3 separate regions of the Mus musculus genome follow, and all the other regions are linked to region 1. A link is a contact called in public Hi-C and promoter capture Hi-C data. All regions are on one chromosome and are shown on one strand. Each heading gives the region's core, a stretch centred on a gene start, on an enhancer-like site or on the middle of the called end of the contact. The rest is flanking DNA. Distances are from core to core; before and after follow the strand shown.

Region 1 (2,700 bases), core at 150-2,649:
AGTCTTTGGTTCCTGTGTGAAGGAACTAAAGGTTTATGAGTGCCCCTTCTTCTACCACTCAGGATTTCAGTCTGGAAAAAAAAAAAAAAATCAGACTGGGAAATGTCACCCTTACTCCATGGAACCTGTTCTCAATCAAACACCTTAAGTTTCTATTGTTTTAAATTAGAAAAGGCCTTCAAAAAAACTAAACACAGTCCCTGTGTCTTCTGGTAGCCTTCCAAAGTCATACTTACCTATTACCCTGTACAAAGGAGAAGGAAGGCCTTGGTGCAACAGTACAAGATTATGGCCTGCCCAAAATCTGCACATGGGAACATGGGAAGACCAAAAAGGAACCATAAAAGAAGTAGGCCAATCATTACTGTTGTTTCATTTGTGTAACCATTAATTAACGAAGAGCTAAAAAGTAGCTGCACACGGTGGACTTGATACACAAGACGCATCCGTTTCAGTATCACTTGTCTCTGGGTCCTTAATCTCCTTCACAATTAAGTGCACAAAGGCCACATCCACGCTAATAAACCTAACACTTAACAGACCGATTTTCCTTGGGATGGCTGGCTACACGTGCACTTTGAAACACTGTCATAACTGATTTGTTTCATCTTTTCCTCAGACAAGCACCCTGTGTACCACTTCAGAAGAAAGGAAAAGGCTGGGACATCAAAGGACCGTGCGTGACACTGGGTCTGAGACATCTTTTCTGGTTCGCTGTCATATTTTTTTACTGTAGTCTTTTCTGACTCTAACCCAGGTGTTCTGCGTACAAACCCGAGTCTCCTCTCTAAATAACAATCAAGATGTGAATATTGTAACAAGTTACGAATTGTTGGCAGCTGAGCCATCATTCTCCCCGCGCGCTGTTTCCCTGGGATTGCTACTTTGAGGATAGGTAGAAGGGGAGAGAGAAATCTGAAATGGTTTCCCTACCAAGGTGAAAATATATGAAAATACATCGGGATCTTTGGAAAAGCCGAACGCTGCGGACCGCGTCCCCGGAGATACCGCGCTGGTGCGGCGGGGGAGCGGCCGCGCCTCCGGGCACAGCCCCCCGAGGGCCCCGCCAGCCCCGTCACGTCCACGCGCGGAGTTGCGTACAGCCCGGGGCTACCACCCCGTCACGTCCACGCGCGCAGACCAGCGCTCCCCGAGCGCGCCCGTCCCGGACGCCCCTCGGCCACTCACCGTCCGTCGTCCAGCCCCGGGCCGCACCCTAGCGAGGCCGATGGAGCTCCGGCTCCAGGGCCGACGAACCCATGGCGGCGTGTAGCCGACGCGGAGTGGGTGAGGAAGTCACGCGCGGAGACCACTGCAGATCCCGGGCTCTCAGCGGAGGTTTTCCCCCAAAACCCCTGCGGAGCTGACACATCAACAAAGATGGCGGCGACGCCTAAGCCGGCGCGGCTACAGCTGAGGGGGCGGGGCTCCCTGAACGAGCCAATCAGCGCGGCGCGGACCGCGTGACGTTAAGCACCTGGAGGCGGGCGTGGTTTTCGAGGCGCCGCCTCCAGTCCTCGCGGTTTCTAGAGGCCCCGCCCAGCATCTCCGTGCCACCTCCACTTAAGCCCAAGGAGGCTGTAGCAGGCTGTTGTTGTCCGGTTGGGCCACTCTTTCCCTTTCCCGTCCCAAGCCGGTGCTTTCTATCGGAAGGAAGTTGCCATCTTTTTTTCTTCACCCTTTGGCCGGTCATCTAATGAGTCAGTGGCATAAAGTAATAAAAGAGAACTAGAGATTGTGGCTTCCCGGTTCTGATGGTGCAAACTTTGCGCTGCCTGTGGGTGAGCCAAGTCCGCAGGAGCAGCTGACTTGGGCATGCGAGCTTCATCTCTGGGAGAGAGCTCTGCAGGGTTTCCATAATAATAATTGACCTGGGATCTCCAAGTGGCACCGAGTGCCATTGTTTACTAGTAAGCTTGTTAGTGTGCTCCACGCAGAGGACCTAAGCCTGCCTGGGCTGCGTAACCCATCCGGTTGCATGGTTGCACGCAGGTTGTATATTATAGTGACTAAGCCCAGTTGGAGGAGGTAGGGAAGGTGAGCAGTTTTAGTCTGGAGGTTTTGCAAACCACCTCTGTCCGGAGAAAAGATGTGTTAAAGTTCTGGGCCGTGTAGACAGTTGTAAGTGAAAATAGTTAAGACTCGTCTTCAGTGGCAAGTTTGTAAATCCAAGCATATTACTGTTAAATTACTTTCATAATTGCTGAGGAGGAAAATCTTCAATGTGGTATATTACTAACCCTCTGTCTTTTTTTAATCAGAAAATGACAACTCCCTCCTCAAATTATGGTAATGTATTACAGTACGTTTTACAATTAAGGTGCGGTGGTGACTTGAATAGACTCATGTATTTGAATGCTTGGCCCATAGGAAGTGGCACTATTAGGAGGTGTAGCCTTGTTGGACAGGGTATGTCATTGTGGAGGAAGGCTTTGAGCTCTCATATAAATGCTTGAGCTACACCCAGTGTGAGACATATTCGGTCTCCTCCTTGCTGCCTTCCAATCAAGAGGTAGAGCTCTCTGCTCTTTGTCTCTAACCCTAACCCTCAACCCCCTGCACACTGCTGTGCGTCCCAGCGTGATAATAATGGACTAAACCTCTGAACCTGTAAAACCAGCCTTGATTAAATGTTGTCTTTTATAAGAGTTGCCTTGGTGTGAAGAGTGTCAATTCACAGAAATGAGACCCTAACTATGG
Region 2 (2,700 bases), core at 106-2,605, 520 kb after region 1:
TTACGTGTGACTCTGGTGGGGGCACAGAAAAGACTTATACTTCCAGGTCGCCCTCTGTATTCCTGGAGGAAGCATGGAACAGCAATTTCTTTTCTTTGCCTATGAAAAAAGCAGAACCTGCTAAACGCATGAAACTCAAGAAGAACGAAGACCAAAGTGTGGACACTTTGCCCCTTCTTAGAATTGGGAACAAAACACCCATGGAAGGAGTTACAGAGACAAAATTTGGAGCTGTGATGAAAGGATAGACCATCTAGTGATTGCCATATCCAGGGATCCATCCCATAATCAGCTTCCAAACGCTGACACCATTGCATACACTAGCAAGATTTTGCTGAAAGGACCCAGATGTAGCTGTCTTGTGAGACTATGCTGGGGCCTAGCAAACACAGAAGTGGATGCTCACAGTCAGCTATTGGATGGATCACACGGCCCCCAATGGAGGAGCTAGAGAAAGTACCCAAGGAGCTAAAGGGATCTGCAATTCTATAGGTGGAACAACAATATGAACTAACCAGTACCCCGGAGCTCTTGTCTCTAGCTGCATATGTATCAAAAGATGGCCATCACTGGAAAGAGAGGCCCTTTGGATATACACTGGGACAAGGTGTGTTTTAACAGAACATTGAGAGTTAGGAACCCACTTCAAACTGACTGCTAATCAGCCTTGTGGTTTTGCATAAATGACGACAACTCTTATTTATCCATTGCTGCGTAACAAGTTGCTCCAAATGTAACAGATTAGGACAAGCAGTGTGTATAATCTCCCGATTTCTGTAGGTTGGCTCAGCTGCATCTAAGTTGGTCTCCTCAGGGAGTCTCAAGAGATGCCAAAGGAGCCATGAGATAGCATTCTGTCATCTGAAGGCTGGTTTGGGCTGGAGACTACTGCTAAGGTCCCTCACAAACCCATCAAGAACTTCAGTTCCTTACCCTAGGGGCCTGTCCTTAGACTGCCTTAAGCTGTGGCAGCTGTCTTCTCCCAAAACTGATAACAGAACAACCAGATAGAGCCTGCAACAGCATAGTCCAGTCTTACATGCAATATAGCATCGGTTCTGTTGTGTTCTACCTTCCACAAGCAGATCCTGGTACCCTGTGGGAAGATTGTGAGCATCTGCAGGCAGGGAGCATTGAGGACATCTCAGGGGTTAGCTAATGTCCTTTCTTCCTCAGTTTTCTCTGCTGCAGAGTGAAGTCTGAGTCACGTGACCTTTCTGGTTGGTGCCCTCTCACCCTCCCCCCCGCCATGCCACCACTAGACTCACCTTCCTGCTCTCCTGTAAAGATCCCTATGACTTTTGCCTTTGAGCCCTTTGACTGTACCAACCACAGCCCCCTAAACACTGCCATTTATACACTTCCTGGCCACATCCTTCCGCTAGCTCCCTGACATCCACCTGGCCTACAGCTGCCCTCAGTCCACGTCTATCCTGCCAAGTGCTTCAGAGTCCTTGTGGTCGGTCCTTCCTGCCCCAAAGCTTTCTGTTCCTGACTTCTCTGTCTCTGCCTATTTGCTCCACCTCAGCCCCTGAATTGCTCACCACCAAAATTACTTAACTTTATTAGAGGAAACTCAGTCTCTTGTGCTATCATAAGAACCCTCTGTTCTTCCAATTCTCCGATCAAGTCATCCCAAGAGATGGGTCACCTTGTCGGGATGTCTAGAACACCGTCCCACCGATTTTTTTGTCACGTCCCTCCAGTCTTTACTTTATTTGCACTTCAAATCAGATTTTGTGTGTTTGCATGCATGCATGTGTGTGTGTGCATGTGCTCATGTGTGTGTGTGTTTCTGTGTGTGTATATATATGTGAGTGCATGAATGTGTACATGTGAGTGTGGATGTGTGTGTGCATGTGATCACGTATGTGAATATACTCATGTATATGTGAGCTTCTGTGTGTGTGTGCGTGTGTGTAGGTCAGAGGTCATCCTTGAGGAACTTAAGTCATTCTCAGCCACTGCTTTTGAGGCAGGCAGGCCTCTCACATTGCCTGGGAACCTGCTGCAGTTAGTCTAGCTACAGTGAACTTCAGTGATCCAGTTATTCCCACCTGTCTCCCTCTGCAGCACTGGGATTGTGTGTGACGTCATTGTGCCCAGCTTTTGATGCAGGTCCAGCCCAGGCCTCACTCTTACACTGCCAGCCTTTGAGGACTGAGCCAGCTCCCCAGTCCTCCACCCTCAGATTAGATTTTCAGAGGCCATTGCTTTGGCAGGTCACTGCCTGAACAGTGGCTTAAAAAAAACCCTCACTCTCATGGACAGATTTCAAGTGGCAGGCTTGTGCTTTCTGTTACAGACAAGCAGGTACAGTACTGAAGGCCACTGAAGAAAGTCCCACAACAGTATGGCATGGTCACATGGTCACCTACTTTACTTCTTGTTGAGGTAAAATTCACATGACAAAATGGCTGTTGGAAAGCGAACCAGACTGTGGTGTCAATTCTTGCTCAAAATTACGTAGCTATCATCTCTGTCTGGTTCTGTCCTTCCCCTGTTAGCCTGAATGTCTAGTTGGATATGTTCTCCTCAGCATTGAGTTTATCTGTCATCAACAAGTCAAATACAGAGTAATTACTAGTATTAATTTATATCAGTGTTCAGTTTGGGAATACAGCTCAGTGACTGGTTTCTTACTGAGCTAGCACAAGACTCTCTGTTTGCTTACTGGCACGGCTGAAAAATAGAATAGGA
Region 3 (2,700 bases), core at 22-2,521, 630 kb after region 1:
AGAACATAGATTAGAGGGTAGCAGAAAAGAGATATGGTGGGGGTGGGGGAGAGGGAAGGAGAGATGGCAGACTGTCTTAGTCAGTCTGAAATATAATATTAAATAAAATGACCTGTGAGTTAAAGGCTTGTCCAATGTGTAAGATGTTGGCTACTTTAGGAAATTAGAGCTTGATTTTTCTAATGCCCAGAATACTCTATCTGTAATGATTCCTCTGACATACATTTGTTGCGTGAATGGTAGACGTGTAACTGGCATCCCCTGACTGGGATCATTAGGCAATGAGGCATCATTAGGGAAGAATGTTAGCCTGGCAGAGCACTATGAGAAAGAATGGCTGTAAGGCAATGTGGGGAAACAAAGAAGACAAAGTGGCTATCCCATAATAACCACACTTCCATTTAATGCATTTGGGGAAGAAGTAAAAGGATTTTTTTTTCCTCTCTTAGAGGGACAGCCTAATGCGAGGTCTGCAAAGAGTTTAAATATTAATTTAAACCATAGGCGTTTTTGTTGTTTTGGGTTTTACTTGTTTGTTTGTTGAGATAAGGTCTCAGTATGTTACCCTGGGTGGCCCGGAACTCACAGAAATCCACCTGCCTCTGACTTCTAAATGCTGGGATTAAAGGCATTCACTGTAGGGGGCTAGGGGGAATTTATGCTAGAGTGAGTTGGTAAATCCTGATCGGACACATTAGTCAAACAATGAATTTTGATTGTTGGTCCTTGATGTTTTGTCTCAGGAATGAGACAGTGGCCAAATAACTGAATGGACCTTGGGGCTAGCTTTAGGAATGTAACCTACAGTTTAGCAGGGGAGAAGGAAAAGGGGAAGAAGAGTAAAGCCTGTTGGTGCCATGTTTGCCATGCCTGTTAGAGAGCCCTTCATGCACCACCACGAATGGATCAACCATATATAGTTTTTGATTCCTATAAAGGAATAGAAACTCCAAAAGAACATTAACATTTTTTTTAGAACTGTCAAAAACTGCAGTCAAAAATTCAAAATTCATACACACACACACACACACACACACACATGCAGGTTATGGGGGGGCGGTACAGAAAGGAAGTGACTCTACCTCAAATACACAAATTAGGTGTTTGCGTTGGATAGTTTACAGCGGCAACTCCAATGTACCTCTTCACGACTAAGAGCATTTGGTAACAGAGATATTAAAGGTTCCAGCAGAACTCCGAGATGCCAGAGCAAGCCATTGGCCTATACCGAGCCTATGGACTACAATTCCCAGAAGGCCTTGCAACACATCGGTGTCATCTCTGCTCGCCTCTTGGCCCAGGCCGTGAAAGCATGGCAGCTGCAGAGGCAGAGGTGGTTTCACCTCTGATTGTGGACACAGCTCCTGACACTTCAGGAACAGCCGAGGCCTCTGTAGCAGCATCGGTGGCGGAAGCGGCCAGGACTGAATCGCAAGCCCCGGCCTCCAAGGCCGCCCTGGCTGCTAAGCTCATGTCGCTGAGCGGCGTGTTCGCCGTGCACAAGCCCAAAGGGCCCACTTCAGCCGAGCTGCTGAACCGGCTGAAGGAGAAGCTGCTGGCAGGTACTGCCGCCCGGGTAGGGACCAGGCTGAGGAGTTCTCCACCACACTGGGATTTTTATCTCTAGTCTTTCTTCTTTTACTTACTGACTTACTTTGTGCGTCTGTGGCTCAAGATAGAAAGAGTGACCACCGAATTAACTCTGGACGAAAACCCAGGGCATCTTAGGCTTGGACTTACCCAAGTGCACACTCTTTCAACAGTGGCCCTTTGAGCTTCTCACGGGAAGTACGTGTAGAGTTGGGGGACCAGTCTGCATATACAGGTTTTCACCCTGGTGGCTGCAGCCCAGTTTTCTGTAGTTTGATCCCTCCCAGGGTTTTTGTTTAACTCTTGCGAATGAGTACCACCAGAGGAAATGCAGGCTCTCTACCCCTAAGTTGCAAACTTAAAAGTTTATTTGAAAAGCACATAGGCTGAGTTAGCTAGGATTTAGAAAGGACACCACTTTCACCTTTTAGTGGGCACGGTGATTCGTCTTCTATACAAATGCAGGTTCCTGATCCCCACACTTGCAGACCCTGAAAGTCTGAAGATCTGGGATTATTTTGGAAATTGTGCTCTATTGCTTCAGATTGTGCTTTCTTTCTTCTTCTTTTTTTAATGTAGTATTTTTTGAGGAACATTAAAATAGAAGATGGCCATTTTTCTAACCATTCTTCCTCTTGATCATTTATAACAGGAGCATTAAAAAGCCAAAACCCTTTAGTTTTGTTTTGCGTGTGAATGTGTATGCAGTGTGAGTGTGTGTTTGTAGGTGAGAGGTGATGTTGGCCATCTTCAGACATGGCTTTCCATCTTGTGTATTGAGCCAGAGTACCTCACTTGAACCTAGATCCTGCCAATTAGGCAAGTCTGCCTACTCAGCTTGTTTTAGGGACAACTGGCTAGGAATCAGGGTAGCATTCAGTGTCACCCTCGTGTTTATAGGGGTGCTGGAGATCCAAGCTCTGGTCCTCACTATTGCTTGGCGAGCACTTTACCCTGTGAACAGTCCCCACGGAGCCTTTCTTTTACTGGATTCTCATGTTAAGCTGCATCTGTGGAATCCTATAGGGACATAGGATGAACAGTGGCCGCCTCTTCCCTTAAGTCGGCTTACAGTCTTGTGATCTCTGCAGTTCCAGATTCTCCAGAGCT

The links. Promoter capture Hi-C pulls out the DNA fragments that hold promoters and counts their contacts. A called contact is a pair of places that touch in the nucleus more often than the background predicts.
Region 2: a contact with region 1 is called in a Hi-C map of regulatory T cells, with 2.8 times the contacts expected there. The contact joins the enhancer-like site here to the promoter of Ccdc186 in region 1. A contact is called at or near these places in 9 of 39 promoter capture datasets (the 3T3-L1 cell line, cranial neural crest, frontonasal cranial neural crest and 4 more), 5 of 484 Hi-C or Micro-C datasets (embryonic fibroblasts, embryonic stem cells, natural killer cells and 1 more), 2 of 115 datasets of contacts at active chromatin or transcription factors (bone marrow-derived macrophages and microglia) and 1 of 9 other capture datasets (adipose tissue).
Region 3: a contact with region 1 is called in a promoter capture Hi-C map of pre-B cells, with 4 times the contacts expected there. The contact joins the promoter of Trub1 here to the promoter of Ccdc186 in region 1. A contact is called at or near these places in 7 of 39 promoter capture datasets (the C10 cell line, embryonic stem cells, hippocampal neurons and 3 more) and 2 of 115 datasets of contacts at active chromatin or transcription factors (embryonic midbrain and pancreatic cancer cells).

The regions. Positions count from the first base shown.
Region 1 is chr19:56,820,800-56,823,499 of GRCm38.p6, forward strand. Ccdc186 (coiled-coil domain containing 186) reads right to left here and starts at 1,400. Exons shown (of 16, transcript NM_170757.2): 1 at 1,189-1,400.
Region 2 is chr19:57,342,691-57,345,390 of GRCm38.p6, forward strand. All of the region lies in intron 1 of B230217O12Rik (RIKEN cDNA B230217O12 gene), which reads right to left. Among named protein-coding and RNA genes, the nearest start is that of B230217O12Rik, 17 kb to the right of the region's middle. Within about 2 kb of position 1,356, at least 64 of the 459 cell types and tissues checked have an H3K27ac peak or open chromatin away from gene starts, as enhancers often do. A contact at or near this core is called in pre-B cells and regulatory T cells, where this site is marked.
Region 3 is chr19:57,451,635-57,454,334 of GRCm38.p6, forward strand. It overlaps Trub1 (TruB pseudouridine (psi) synthase family member 1), which reads left to right and starts at 1,272. Exons shown (of 8, transcript NM_028115.3): 1 at 1,272-1,562. The coding sequence starts at 1,313.